Linked DNA regions of Oryctolagus cuniculus: region 2 is linked to region 1. A link is a contact called in public Hi-C data. All regions are on one chromosome and are shown on one strand. The core of a region is the stretch at or near the end of the contact, and the rest is flanking DNA. Distances in the headings are between cores, read along the strand shown. Region 1 has its middle 100 kb from the start of SLC24A2. Region 2 overlaps FOCAD (focadhesin).

Region 1 (7,250 bases), core at 3,043-5,542:
GGGTGCAGGATTTGGATCAGCGAGCGAATGCTTGCCGTGGGCAGCAGGGCTGGGGCACGGGAGAGCCAAGGATTATTGCAAGATCTCAGCCCCAAGCGACCAGAGACTGGGCTTTCCTAGAACGGAGGTGCCCTGTAACTACAGCGGGGAGAAAAGGAGACAGAAAATGGTGAAGTCAAACAAAGGGGCAGGAAGAAAACGCAGAGAAACAAAAGTGTTCCTCCCCTTGCAGAGTGAAAGGGGCCGCCGCCGGACCCCAACCCAGTGCTCGCATGCCATCTAGTGGTCGCGATGTGTGACTGCCGCGCAGACTGCTGCGGGTGATCTTGACTCGCGAGCTGTGGGAAATATCGCTGCCTCGTGGTATGCTCCGGAGACCTACTCCACGTAACTTGAGTCAAAACCGCCACCGGGAACACACACCCTTGTCTGTGGAAGTCTTGTTTGTTTACTGTGCAATTAAAGAACAGATGTGTGCCTTGCTCAATCGGCCGGTTTACAGAGGTTGGGCTTGGAAATTCCCCAGCCCCTAGCAATGTCTTTGAAAAGATTCACGATTAAAATCTCCGTCGGGAAAAGCCATTTCTGTATCAATAAAGACTTTTAGTTTCTTCTGTTTTCTGATCCTATCCAGGAGTCCAACATTCTTTAAGTTTTAAAAAAGAGAGGGATGGGGGACAGTGTCACATGGATTCATTGCCCAGAATCCACACTCTGATGAAGGAATCTCAAGGTTTACCCTCTTCTAATCATTAACTTTTCTTTGACAAATACAGAATGCATGTCTGGGCTATTTTTTTTCCTACAGGTTTCTCCCTTTCTCAAGTACAAAATACTTGAGATCCCCAATGCTTAGGCCTTGGTAGTAGAGCTCACTGATTAGTATAAAATGCAGAGCTTTTCAGCAGTGAGAGCTCTGGTGCTAACAATGAAACATAGAGCGACATAAAAAATTGGACTTTCAGAAATATATATGCGTGCCCTGAGTGATTACACTTGCCACTGCCAAGTATTCTCACACGGTGCTAGAGTCTAGCAGATTACAAAAAGATCAAGCAAATACAACCTGCAAAACTATTTCTCTGTGCCTGTATATACAAGACGAGCCACACTTGTAAATCCAAGCTGCAGGCTGCTTTCTCTAGACCCCTCTGCATTTTTTTCTGGGTCAGTCTAAATATACACAACTTTGGCTGACTGAGCAAACACAGGTACAGTCTAGACCTAGCCAGTGAGAGATGGTCCCATTTTGTTCCACTGCACACCTGGGCAGGTCTGAGGTATCACTGGCCATTCTGAGGGTGATCACACATGCTCCTTTACGTGAGACAAGCTGTGCAGTACAGGAGATCAAGAATCAATGGGTGCTATGGAAATTTCCAGTTTGACGCACTGGTTTGGTCTGGGTCCAAAGGTTCCATGGAATTGACTTCACTTGAAGTCTGATCTTCATGGAGACTGAGCCTGGTATAGCCAGAAAAGCTAGGCTGGTTCTTTCTTACCACATTCAAAAGCCCGTTTTTTGTTTAGTTTAGTTTAGTTTGCTTTTTTGTTTTTTGTTAAGAGCCAAATGAGCTCAAAGATAGCAATTACAGGGCAGCCAACAGAGTCTCATTGAGATAAGAGAGCAGGAAGGTGCTAGGAGGGTTGGTGGTGGCTTTGGTGAAAAAAGTCATTTCACTTTGTGTTTTACTCTTTTTTTGACAGGAAAAGTTAGACAGTGAGAGAGATACAGAGAGAAAGGTCTTCCTTCCATTGGTTCACCCCCCATATAGTCGCTACAATGGCACGCTGCACCTACCTGAAGCCAGGAGCCAGGTGCTTCCTCCTAGTCTCCCATGCAGGTGCAGGGGCCCAAGCACTTGGGCCATCCTCCACTGCCCTCCCGGGCCACAGCAGAGAGCTGTCCTGGAAGAGGAGCAACCGGGACAGAATCCAGTGCCCCAACCGGGACTAGAACCCTGGGGTGCTGGCACCGCAGGCGGAGGATTAGCCTAGTGAGCTGCGCTCTGGCCCGTGTTTTACTCTTCATCTAGTCTTCATGTCTCCCTGTTTGTTCACCCTGAGCCCAAACTTAGGAAGTTAATTTCTGCAGACATGGAAAGGTATTGCTCTGGGCTGACTGATGGCAGAACTGTTGGCTGTTGGGGAGGACTCACTTGAGGAAAGGACCCCCTTCTGAGCAGCGATGCCTGTGAAAGTTCCCTGGATTCATTGTGCATTTCACACAAGCTCTTGCAAATCCATGTTGTAGAATTTCAGCTCCAAGCAGGGTGCTAATAGAATTTTCTATGGCATGACCCTTGAAAGAAGCAAAGACAATTAGTTATTCCCTCTCCAGCAGTCCTCTCAGATGCCCTAAGATCACTGCTAATGTCAAAGTTAGCAGGTGGAGGGCACCTACTTGCTGAGAAAGTGTCTACACATTGGGCCCACTGATAGACAGCTGTCTAGACCAGTGATGAAAAACTAACCGAGTTAGCATTCCAGAAGTTGCAGGAGACATAAGCTACAGAAGCAGAGGAGCAGAGAGCAAGAGCATTAGTGGTATCCCCAAAAGCAGTGGTCATGGTAGAGTCCTCGAGAAATGAGCACCTGATATCTGAGGCTGGAGACGCTTCAATAGCACAACCACCCCAAATAAGCTTTCACATCTCAGCTGGCTGAGGAGGAAATCCTGGCCTCTCAGCCATTCTGTTTTCCTTGCTCCTCTACAGGTAGTTTCATAGTAATTCCCACTGCCTGAGTGGATTGGATATGTCTCCTTGTTCTTCATACTGCACAGCCAACTAACTGCTCTACTCCTTCATGAGGATGAACATGACACATGAACGTGGCAAATGAGCCAAACGCCATCTCTTTGTTCATTACCCTCGCTATCCTCTCCTTTGAGAAATGATCCCAACCAGGTTAAGCTGCTGCTTGCGATGCATGCATCCCATATCAAAATGCTGGTTCCAATCCTGGCTGCTCTGTTTCTGATCCAGCTATTGTGCCTGAAAAGGCAGCTGAAGATGGATCCCTGATACCCATGTGGGAGCCAAGGATGGAGTTCCAGGATCCTGGCTTCAGCCTGGTTCAGACCTGGCTGCTGCAACCATTCGGGGAGTGAACTGCAGATGGAAGGTTCTTCTCCCTCTCCTACTTCCTTTCCCTCTCTCTCCCCCTCCCTCTCCTACTCTCTGTATTTTTGCCTCTGCCTCTCTCTCTCCATCTCTGTAGTTCTGCATTTCAAATAAATAAATAAAAAAGAAATGATCCCAAGCAGCTCCCTACTAATGGTTCTCCATGGGGAGACATTTGGCAGATTGCATTCTCCATAATGTGATAACTATACACTTGATCTTAGCCAAAAGACCAAGAAGTGATATGTGACCACTATAATATCCTTCACCCAACATTTTCTTCCACAATGTGAGCTTGTCCTTCCTGTATGCAGGTGGGAAGGCTTGTGAGTATCACCCAGAAGACTGCTGAAGTGCTACTGTGAGATTTCCAAGATTGGGAAAAGAATGGCAAAGGGACCTGCCCCCTTGCTGTGCAACTGTCTGGGTATGGAGGGTATAGAGCCACGTCAGGGCAGGTTCCAAGAGGGGTGACCATTTTTCTTCATCATGGCTATGGTACCATACCTCCTCTGTTCTAAGATGTTGTTTATTTAAGAAATATCATCAATTCAATGAAGGGTTTGGGGGAACAAATGACTCACCACTACCATATCAAATGTATCATCTATTACGAGATTCATTAAAAGGAACATTGACATGTGAAACAAATGCATGAGCTGCAAAGAAATGCAGTGAGTCCTTCAGCGTGCCTGGACAGCTTTGAATACATCAGAAGAGTACTGAGATCTTCCATTGTCCCCTGTGTGTGCCAGCAAGGCTGACTTCTCCACGAGGCACAGTGCCTACGGCCCACAGTACATTCAGACAGCCACAAAAATATTTCCCTTTCTTAATATCAAAAGAATAAAGTGTCCTTCAGGGTACAATAAAATGTTTTAAAATGTGACAACAATATATTCATTTTTAGATCAACATATTCAAAAATATGATTATTAACACTGAAGAGTTAATACTGAGTACGTTTTATGGAGGGAAGTCATCACACAGTTGAGTTGTCTTTGCCCACCTGCTAAAGAGACTCGGACATGTATAGGCTCTCCTTTTTTGCTCCCTCAATATCCAGATAAAAAGGAATCCCAGGGGGATTTTTTTTCCCACTCAGTACTTCCATATTTGGAATCTAGATGGCTCCATTGCTCTAAAGTTAGCCTGCGATGTGATGTGATTTACAATGACTGTTAGGAAGCTCTCTATGTCTCCTGTGGCGCAGGCAGAGGTTACTTTGGGTAGAGATAGCGTGATGTGTGCACAGCTGGAGGTAGGCCTGGGATTTTTCATGGCTGTCATTCTTTTAAACTCTCAGTCCCCGAGGATAATCAATGGAAAGTAAAACCTGGCCATTTTAAACTCCACTTGAATTATTGAGCATGCAGGCATGAAAAATTTAAATGTCTAGGAAAATAAATAGGGTACATAAAAAGATTTTATTGAATTTCTGCAAATCAGGGAAGAATAGTAAATGGCTGCTTTTTTTTTTTTTTAAGCATACTTGGAAGTCCCTGCCATTTATTGGGAGATCTCTAGACTCCATTGAAAATCGTGGATTCAAATAGTTAGGGACCAAACCAGCAGAGAAAAATACAACTCTCTGAAGCTATTTCATACTCAGGGAGATGGCTTATAAAATTTTTGAGTAGAACAATAAATTTTCCACTTTCAGAATTCTTAGCCTAGTCTTTTAGACTAGATGGTTGCTCATGAAACAATAGAAACAGCTTAAATCATCCAACTTTATTTTCTCTAGCTGTCTGGGGAAGGGTGTCCATGCCAATGTGTACAAATAAAAGCAGGTGAATCTAAGCATGTTTAAGGAGCTTAAAAACCCACTCAGGCCATCCTAGGGACAGCAGTTTCATTTCTAATATTCCTGCTTTTAAACAGAAGCTTCTTAACCCTTTTCCTCCCTCTTGACCACTTGGATTGGTGATTTGTTCCTATTGTATTCAATTAAAATTCTGTATAAATAATAGATGTCTTTTCTGCAATGTGAATTGCCAGTGACGCTTAGGGCCTCTTGTCTGGGAAGTATCAAGCTTGGCAGTTAAAGAAACAATGCAAGGGGTAGAAAGAGGCTTTGCGCCTGCCATGGAGTTCCCTGGGGAAACCGGTGCTTAAGTGTTGTGTTATCTCTAGGGAAAAAACAAGACTCAACTAAATTGTTTCCAAATACATTCAGGTGAGGAGTTTAAATACTCCCCACAAATGATAAAGTGAAGTTTATATGTATGAATAGGAAACAGATTTTTATCTTTCAACCGAAGTGAGGTAACTTAAAACTTCACATAGCATGGCAAGTTCTAAATGTTTAATGAATTAAAAACTATTTTAAAATGATACCCGGTACTAGTAAATGAAAATGAGGAAACACAGGTAAGTGGTAACTGTTTACTATAGGTGTACTGTTGGAAACAGGTTGATAACTGACTTTGGAGCACTCAACTAATGAATATGAATAAGCAGCACATGATCTATGTCAACACTCTTCTAAGCTTATTACCTATTTCAACTCACTCAATTCTCATAATAACCCTAAAAAGCTGGGTAATGTCATTATCTCCCTCTTACAGATGAGAAAACCGAGGCCCTGAGAGATCAAATAGCTTGTCCAAGGTCATAGATGAGTAGGGGCTGACATGGTTTGAACTCAGTTTGGTTTCAGACTCTAATATTGCCACTACAATTTCCTGCCTCTCAAAGCCCATTCCAGAATGTTGCAGACTCTGTATACGCTCTGTGCACAGACTTAGAACGCCCTGTTTGGAGAGGCTGTCAGTTTCTGGGTCCTCTCCTGGGTCCCAGATACTCATCACCCAGGCTGGTGGGAGTGCTGCCCCAGGAGCCCTCAAGGAATGATTTCCCGAAGATGCTGAATAGATACCAGCTCTAGGTGGGCTCCTCTCTGTATCTCTGAGGGTCCCAGTTGATGAGCCCGCAATGATAATTTGATCTTTAATGTACTGTGTGCTGGTTTCCTCCCCTTCCTTGTTTACCAAGTTACTTCAATGGTAGAAATTCCCAAGATCTCCTCCCAAATCAACTGCTGGCATTCAAATCCAGGGCTTCGCATATGATCCCAAACTAAGATAAAAACTTTGTATCTTGAAAAATCACAAATGCTAAATTAATCATTGGTAAATGTGAAATTGTCCTAAAATTGACTCTATTTCTTTCTACCAGGCTTAGTTGATTAAAAAATGAACCAGTCTGCAAGAAATTTAAAAAGAATACCAAAATGTTTTAAATAATTCTGAGTAATTGCAGGAGATAATTTATTTTTAAGCTGATATACTTAAATGGATAAATTTGAAAAACTGTTTAACATAAGTTGGCCTTTTTAAAAAAGACTTATATATTTATTTATTTGCAAGGCAGAGTTACAGAGAGAGAGAGAGGGAAAGACAGAGAGAAATCTTCCATCCGCTAGTTCACTCTCCAAGTGGCTGCAACGGCCAGAGCTGGGCAGATTTGAAGCCAGGAGCCAGGAGTTTATTCCAGGTCTCCTACATGGGTGCAGATGCCCATGGACTTGGGCTATCCTCTGTTGCTTTCTCAGGTGCATTAGCAAGGAGCTGGATTCGAAGATTGGAAGTGGAGCAGCTGGGACTGTAACAATGCCCATATGAGTTGCCAACATGGCAGGAGGCTGCTTAACCCACTGCTCCATAATGCTGGCCCTCAAAATTGGCCTTAGAAATAACTTTTACAAAGGAAATCTATCAAATGTTTCACAACAAGGATCCAAAGCTATTTTTCAGGTTCTGACTTAAAAAGTAATAACACAAATAACTAGAATATTGAAAATATTCAGGTAAAAGTGAAAAAAAAGTCACATTCCATTATAATTCCTCCAATATATTTATTTACTTTTTAAAGACTTATTTATTTATTTGAAAGTCAGAGTTACACAGAGAGAGAAGGAGAGGCAGAGAGAGAGAGAGAGAGAGAGAGAGAGAGAGAGAGCGAGGGAAAGGGGGGGGGGGTTCCATCCTCTGGTTCACTCCCCAGATGACCACAACAGCCAGAGCTGTGCCAGGAGCTTCTTCTGGGTCTCCCACATGGGTGCAAGGGCCCAAGGACTTGAACCATCTCCTACTGCTTTCCTAGGCCATAGCAGAGAGCTAG
Region 2 (7,250 bases), core at 1,248-3,747, 1.2 Mb before region 1:
ATGTCTTCCAAACCATGACTACAGTGACTTCCCCCACGGTGAAGAATTATATTTTGCAATGAGAGAAACATACACGCACACGCACAGGAAAACACATACACACAGATTTAATGAAGTCTTAATAAAGTTGTTCTGTGGAGGAAAATACACTCAAATATCTTAAATACTAAAAAGAGCATACTTGCATCCTCTGGAGGTTATGGCACACATGAGAAGCTTTGAAATAATGTACTTTTCAGAAGAGATTTTACTTGGCACTTAAATTCAGGAGACATTTTCATAAATTTTAGCAAAAAAAAAAATACAGGATTGACAGTCCTAATTCTCTACTACAAAGGAATTTTTTACTTTCTTAGAATGAATGTCTTGTACCTAAGTGGTCTTTTGGGGTCACTTATTTGATGTCACTAATCATCAGAGTCAAACACCCTTAAAATACTTACCTATATCTTAGAAAAAAAGAGAAACTTTTCCTAAAAATGCCATTATCTGGTGACACTGTCATTATTTAGTAAAACATTTACGTTTCAGATACCTCTGTTCCAAGAAACTGGGGAGGTGGTAGCCATGACTAAATATACTAGTGACTACAGTATTAATATATGGGTCCTAAGGAGGCAGAAGATGCTATCAAATACAGGAACATTAGGGCAAAGTTAACATTTGCAGTTACTCTAGGGATGCTCAGTTATGGGAAGAGTTCCTTGGCGTTTTTGCCCAGGGATTTCCACGAGTACAAAGTCAAGTAGATAAACAGAGGTGAAAGGCAATCTAGAAACCAGTAACAAGTGTTCTGGGGGAATGTCAAAAGTTTCTCCAGGTAAAATGATTAAATTAACTGCAAATGCATTCTTGTCGGCCCTAAAACCAGCATCCCATCCTAAGTTAATGAATAAAGGAGCCAGAGACAGGATAGGGGGAAATGAGTTGCCTAGAATCAAATTGCCACAGCTCATTTTTAGTTGCAAAATATGTTGCTTGAAAAGATACTGACGAAAGAGCATGAACACAGATGGTGAAGAGAATGCCATTTGTGGCATAGTAGCAAAGGGGAAAAATCAATTTCAAGTTTTAAGTCTTTAAAAATATTTTAAACTCGGTTATATACATACATAAGATATGTAAAGTCAGGTGATATGCAAAGGGCAAGTTTTTGTTTATGTCCAGAATCAGGCTTGTAGGTATTGGTGCTGGAGAATACAGCAAAAAAATTAGTATTCTGCACATAGTTCAGTGGTGATGGCAGTGACTAAGCCAATCATCCCAACCATCTGACAGATGTGTTCAAGAGCTGAGAATGATCATCTGAAATACAGTATTTCCCCAGATCAATAGCAATTCTCACAAAAGTTTCACATAGTGGTATTTGTGCCAAACTATGCAAGTTACAAATATAAACTTAACCACTAGCTGCAAGATGAAATCTAAATATAGCACATCAGCCAGTTTATCCATACCAATATAAGTTCTTGCCCTTGCACAACTAATTTCTGAAAACCATAGAAGTTTAAGGACATCTAACATCACAGCAGGATGTCTCTCTCTCCTATCCTATTCCCAGTGCTGGAACACTAGGCTAAGTTCCAAGTCATTGGCATCAAAATATTCATGACAACCAAATATTCATGTTGAATCACTCTGTAATCAATCTGGATATATAAAATTCTAAGATTTCTTATAACATAAAGAATAAATAGTATGAACAACAAAACTAAAATAGATTAGTGCTAAGCAAACATTTTGAATAAGTGGAATTTTCCACCTGAGTCTTTGATATTCCATTACCTTCATTCAAAGGTAAAGCTAGCAGCTCAAAACTGAGCAAACAGAAAAAAGAACACAGTATAATATGCAAAGATTAAGACTATTTAAAGATTATAAAAAATATAGGAAGGGCACAGGATAAAAACATTATTTAAAGCTGAGTACACATAGTTCTCATGTAATTCAGGGTTCCCTAACATTCCTTAGGCACAAGGGATACCCAAATTGTTTCATAAGATTTTACATTGATATCAATAAAGATCATCAATTAATTGTATCCCATATGAGCCATAAAAAAGGTTTTCCTGACTTATAGCACGTAAGATTAGGCTTCTGCTGATGCATATTACACAGACAAACCTGGGGCTTTCAACAGAGCATGAGGTGATTTTCAAGTGACTAATAATCACTTTAATACTAACAGACTTTAAAATACATTAATATCTATAAAATGGCATTCAAGAAAGATAAATTCAACCATAAAGGATCAAGCTTCCCACCCCAAAAAGTTTAGCAACCACATATTGCTTAGGTACAGCATTTAGGTATATGTGTATATGAGTTCAAAACCTTTGCTTAAATCACAAAGAAGAAAAGCAGGTATGTTCCAATAAATTGTACCTGAGTTTCTCCTCACACAGGCGAGAAAGAAACATCCCCAAAGCAAGGCCCATATGGATTTGCACGGCTTGAGACTCATCAGCACTTGGTTTCCCAGGTAACCTGGCAGTCAGCATGTTCAGGATTTCCTCAACCTTCTCTTTGCAAGAGATAATGAAAACTGGCACAAGGAGAGACAAAGCCGTGGCGGCAGCAGAACGGGCAATGGCACTAGCTGTGTTTTCACCAGAATAAGATTTCTAGAACAAGCCAAAGAAAGAAAACAGGGGTTAGCTCTTTGTTTAAAACATGAAGGAAGCCTAACTACCAGAAAAGCATATCACATAATATAAGTTTGTCTTGTATTCACCCATGCCAACCAAAAAATAAAAATAAGTTTTTCAAAATCCAAGTGTGTTTGTCTTATTTTCACTCAACAACTTTCTACTAAATAACTAATAATGTCCTTTTAAATTTGGCAGAAAAACAAAATGTTAAGTTTATTCTGCTTCAAGGTCATGAATTCTTTCACTATAAATATGGCCTGAAACAATTTCAGTGTTTTTAAAAGCCACATGGATGTGTGTGTGTGTGTGTGTGTGTATATGGAAGAACTCAATAGCAAAGCTATCTGAGTTTGGATAAACCATGAAGCCACATTTTAAATGTTCAGAAAGCTAAGCGTTTTCCCCAGGGTAAAAAAAAAAAAAAATGAGGAGGGCAGAGTTTTAAGTTTTCATGTGGAGAAGTAAGTGTAAGTTTAGCATAGGGATCCATTGGCATGTCTCCCAAAGATTTTGGTGGGAACACTTCCCAGTAGTTGGATTATTTCCTACAGAGAGTTAATTCCTTTTAATTAAAAAGGAAGTTGAAATCCTAAAAGCCTCTGGTTACAAAGCAATAACCAGCTATTCAAAATGAAATGGAGAGCACTATATGCTCCTTCCTATATGTAATTATGTGAAAAGAAATAAGTAACAGCCCTAACAAAGTGACAGAGCAACTGAATACGAAAAGCTTCAACAAGAATCCCACGTTCGAAAGCTCAACTGATATCACATACATTTATAAATATATTTCAAATGTGGAAGATAGCCCATTTATCATTTCTATTATCTATTTTTGATTTTCAGAGACATCATAGTCAGTATTGTCTCCTTCATCAGAAAACATTAAAATGTATTTTTTAATTCTATGCCCATTTACTAAGCTTTAGTATTCTAAGGATAAAAAGCAAACATGTACTAAGTTATACTTTATGTTAATATAGCACTATTGAACTGAAAATGTTATTGAAATGAGCCAGATGCTAGGACACAGGAAATAAGGTAAGTGACTTTTGAAACAATTTGAAAAGTATAATAATCACAAAGGTAAGGTGCAACACTGAGCTGTCTAGAAGAGAGATTTTTTTACTGGTTTGCAAGAACTAAGCAGCACTGTTTAGGATTGCACACATGTGCTGTTCTGGTGAATAACTAGACTAGATAATTATTGCAAAGACTTTTACATAAGCTTTGAAAGAAGTATTCATCCATCATTATACAAATAAGAACACTGTTGACAGAAAACAAACCATCATAAACAAATTTCTTCTTTAAGCAAAACTTCCCTTCTAATTTAATTCTACGTTATCTAGTAAGTCATTTTTGTCCTCAAGTTAGTTAAAAATCTAGCTCCAGAGCCTAAGCCCCAGGTGAATACATACCAAGTATTCCTAGGGCCAGGAGGATAGAACCACACAAAATATACAGAGAAGACCATAGGCAATGTGTTTCAGGCTAAAGTTGTATTCTTAGCAACAGTTCAGGATCGGGACTATATTTTCATCCAAATCAGCTATAATCCTCTGTGACTCAGCTGATTATCCCATGATCACTATAATTCCCTAAGCAATGGACAGTGAGAGGGTAAAACAAAAATAATTCTACACAAACACAGAAGCAGTCATGCTCTCCAACCAATAAAAGGAAAATTTAACAGGAAAGTGTTTTCATTTTGATTCAAATCTTAGGATACAAGCATGAAGATGGAAAATGTGTTCCCAGGATATTTCATCACTTTCAAGACATTTTTAAATAATTTATATAATTTGATTCCAATAATGTTTTACAAGTTGGCAAAGTATAAACTGTTGCTTTTATTTTACAGAGTAGAAAAATAAAATGATAAATATTAAGTATCAAGTCAACAGTAATAAAACCTATTAGGTCTACAATCACTACATATGCTACTGTTCAGTCTTCTCATTCTATAAACAAGGAAAAAAAAAGTCCAAATAAATCAAGGCAACTTCCTAGGCTCACATAACTGGAAATGAAAAAATCATGACTACAAACTTAGGGTCCCCACATTTTAATCAGTATTTGTTTGCCTATAATTGCAGTCCTTATCCCTGACTACACATTAGGATCACCTTGAGAGTCTTCAAAATGTTGATGGCCAGGGCCCTTCTCTGAATAATTAAATTAGAAGTGGAGCCTATTCATAAGTATTTCTGTAGGACACACACACACACACACACACACACACAGAGAGAGAGAGAGAGAGAGAGAGAGAGAGAGTGAAAGAGAGAGACTGACTGATAACTCTATTTTACTACCAGGGCTGAGGATCATTATATTGTATTGCAGATTTCATGTGAACAATTGATGTCAGAAGAGTCAATCCTTGAGTTTTCTGATCATTTTTTATTCCCAACACTTACATAATAAAACCATGATAAAAGCTGCCCTCTAGGTTGGTAATGGCTATCCACAATGACCAGAAGAGTATCAAGCACCATGGTAATCCACTCTTTCATTGAAAGGAAATGAGGTTGAACCTGTGGAAGAAGAACAACAATGAAATGATAATTGAAAAAAAAGAAAACAAATCTAAACAGTAAATCTAGATGCAGGATACAATCCCCCTTCTGTATTAAATAATGAAGTTTTACTATCAAAAAGTAAGCTTCACCTGCCTTGGCTACATGAGATAAATAGGTACTTGACAAATACATATCCTTACCTGGTCCTTAACAGGAAAACTATTTTACCTTTTATGCAAGACTTAGCAGAAATGAGAGAATGGGGGCTGCAAAAGAAAACATATCCAAGAGTCCTTCAGAGCTCACCTATGTTCAGTGAATTATAATGAGATTAAAATGAATAATGCACCAGAAAAAAAAGCAATTCAAGACCTCTCAGTCCTGTGACTTATCATTTCATGAAGGAGGCAATAAGCCCACAACACTTTGAGTAATGTATCTAGCACTTTTCTCACTACTATATTATCATTTAGTTATTATTCAAGAATCATAATATTCACCTAGCTAATTGATAAATTAGGTAGGAAAACATAAATGATCTTGAGAGTAGAAAAGAGAAAGTAAAAAACAAAATAAAGCAAATGCCAACTCATTAAAGGAGAACTTGGCTATGAAAATCATTCATAGCATTTCCACTAAGATCCGGAACCAGACAAGGATGCCCACTTTCACCACTGCTATTCGATACAGTTCTGGAAGTTTTAGTCACAGCCATTAGGCAAGAAAAAGAAATCAAAAGGATACAAATTGGAAAGAGGGAACTCAAATTACCCTGTTTGCAGATGACATGATTCTATATATAGGGGACCCAAAAAGACTCCATTACGAGACTACTGAAACTCATGAGACTTTGGTAAAGCTGCAGGATATAAAATCAGCACACAAAAATCAATAGCCTTTGTATACACAAACAATTCCACAGCTAAGAAAGAACCTGTAATACCAATCCCATTCACAATAGCTACAGAAAAAATTAAATACCCTGGAATAAATTTAACCAAGGATGTAAAAGATCTCTACAATGAAAATTACAAAACATTAAAGAAAGAAATAGAAAATACAAAAAATGGAAAAATATTCCATAATCATGGACTGGAGGAGATAACATCATTAAAATGTCCATAATACTGGAAACAATTTACAGATTCAATGCAATCCCAAACAAAATATCGTTGACATTCTCAGATCTAGAAAAAAATAATGCTAAAATATGAAAACACAAGAGACCCCCAAATAGGTAAAGAAATCTTAAACAACAAAAACAAAGCCAGAGGCATAACAATCCAATATTTTAAGACATACTACAGGGCAGTTAAAAGCAAAGGTCTTGATACTGGCACAAAAAGACATACGTATCAATGAAACAGAATAGAAAACCCAGAAACTCAAATAAGCAACTACAACCAACTAATGTTTGATAAACAAACTAAAATCAATCCTTGAAGAAAGGATAGTCTCTCCAGGGGCTGGCATTGTGGTGTAGTAGGTAGAGCTGCCACCTGAAATGCTGGCATCCCAGATGAGCTCTGATGAAAGTCCCATTTGCTCCGTTTCCCATTCAGCTTCCTGCTAAATGGCCTGGAAAAGGTAGCAGAAGCTGGTCCAAGTGCTTGGGCCCTTACCACCCATTTGAGAGACTTGGGAAAAGCTCTGTCTCCTGGCTTTTTGCTTTGGCCTGGCCCAGCCCTGGCCCATTATAGACATCTAGGGAGTAAACCAGCAGATAGAAGATCTCTCTCTCTCTCTCTCTCTCTCTCTGTGTGTGTGTGTGTGTGTGTGTGCGTGTGTGTGCCTATGTAACTCCGACTTTCAAATAAATAATCTTAAAAAAAAAGACAGTTATAACTAGGGCAAATTAACTGTAAAACTAATAGTTCAGCACAATTAATTAATTAATTAATTGTTCAGCACAATTAACACCAAAGTGATGGGATCACAGAAAAGGACATTAAAACTTTAGATTGTAGATTTACTTAGAATGCTGCCCTGCTAAAATAGTCCATGGGTATTTTAAGAAAATTTAACATTTACCTCTAAATCATTTTCATCTTTCTTTTCATTAAGTTAACCATATGTG

Evidence for each region. A called contact is a pair of places that touch in the nucleus more often than the background predicts.
Region 2: a Hi-C map of liver shows a contact between it and region 1, with 8 times the contacts expected there. The contact joins two enhancer-like sites. A contact is called at or near these places in 5 of 6 Hi-C or Micro-C datasets (ear pinna, embryonic fibroblasts, liver and 2 more).

What each region holds. Positions count from the first base shown.
Region 1 is chr1:182,824,558-182,831,807 of mOryCun1.1, reverse strand. No RefSeq gene overlaps it. Among named protein-coding and RNA genes, the nearest start is that of SLC24A2, 100 kb to the right of the region's middle. Within about 2 kb of position 4,292, at least 2 of the 8 cell types and tissues checked have an H3K27ac peak or open chromatin away from gene starts, as enhancers often do.
Region 2 is chr1:183,976,853-183,984,102 of mOryCun1.1, reverse strand. It overlaps FOCAD (focadhesin), which reads right to left. Exons shown (of 43, transcript XM_017340982.3): 25 at 5,072-5,188; 26 at 2,386-2,624. Among named protein-coding and RNA genes, the nearest start is that of HACD4, 110 kb to the left of the region's middle. Within about 2 kb of position 2,497, at least 1 of the 8 cell types and tissues checked has an H3K27ac peak or open chromatin away from gene starts, as enhancers often do.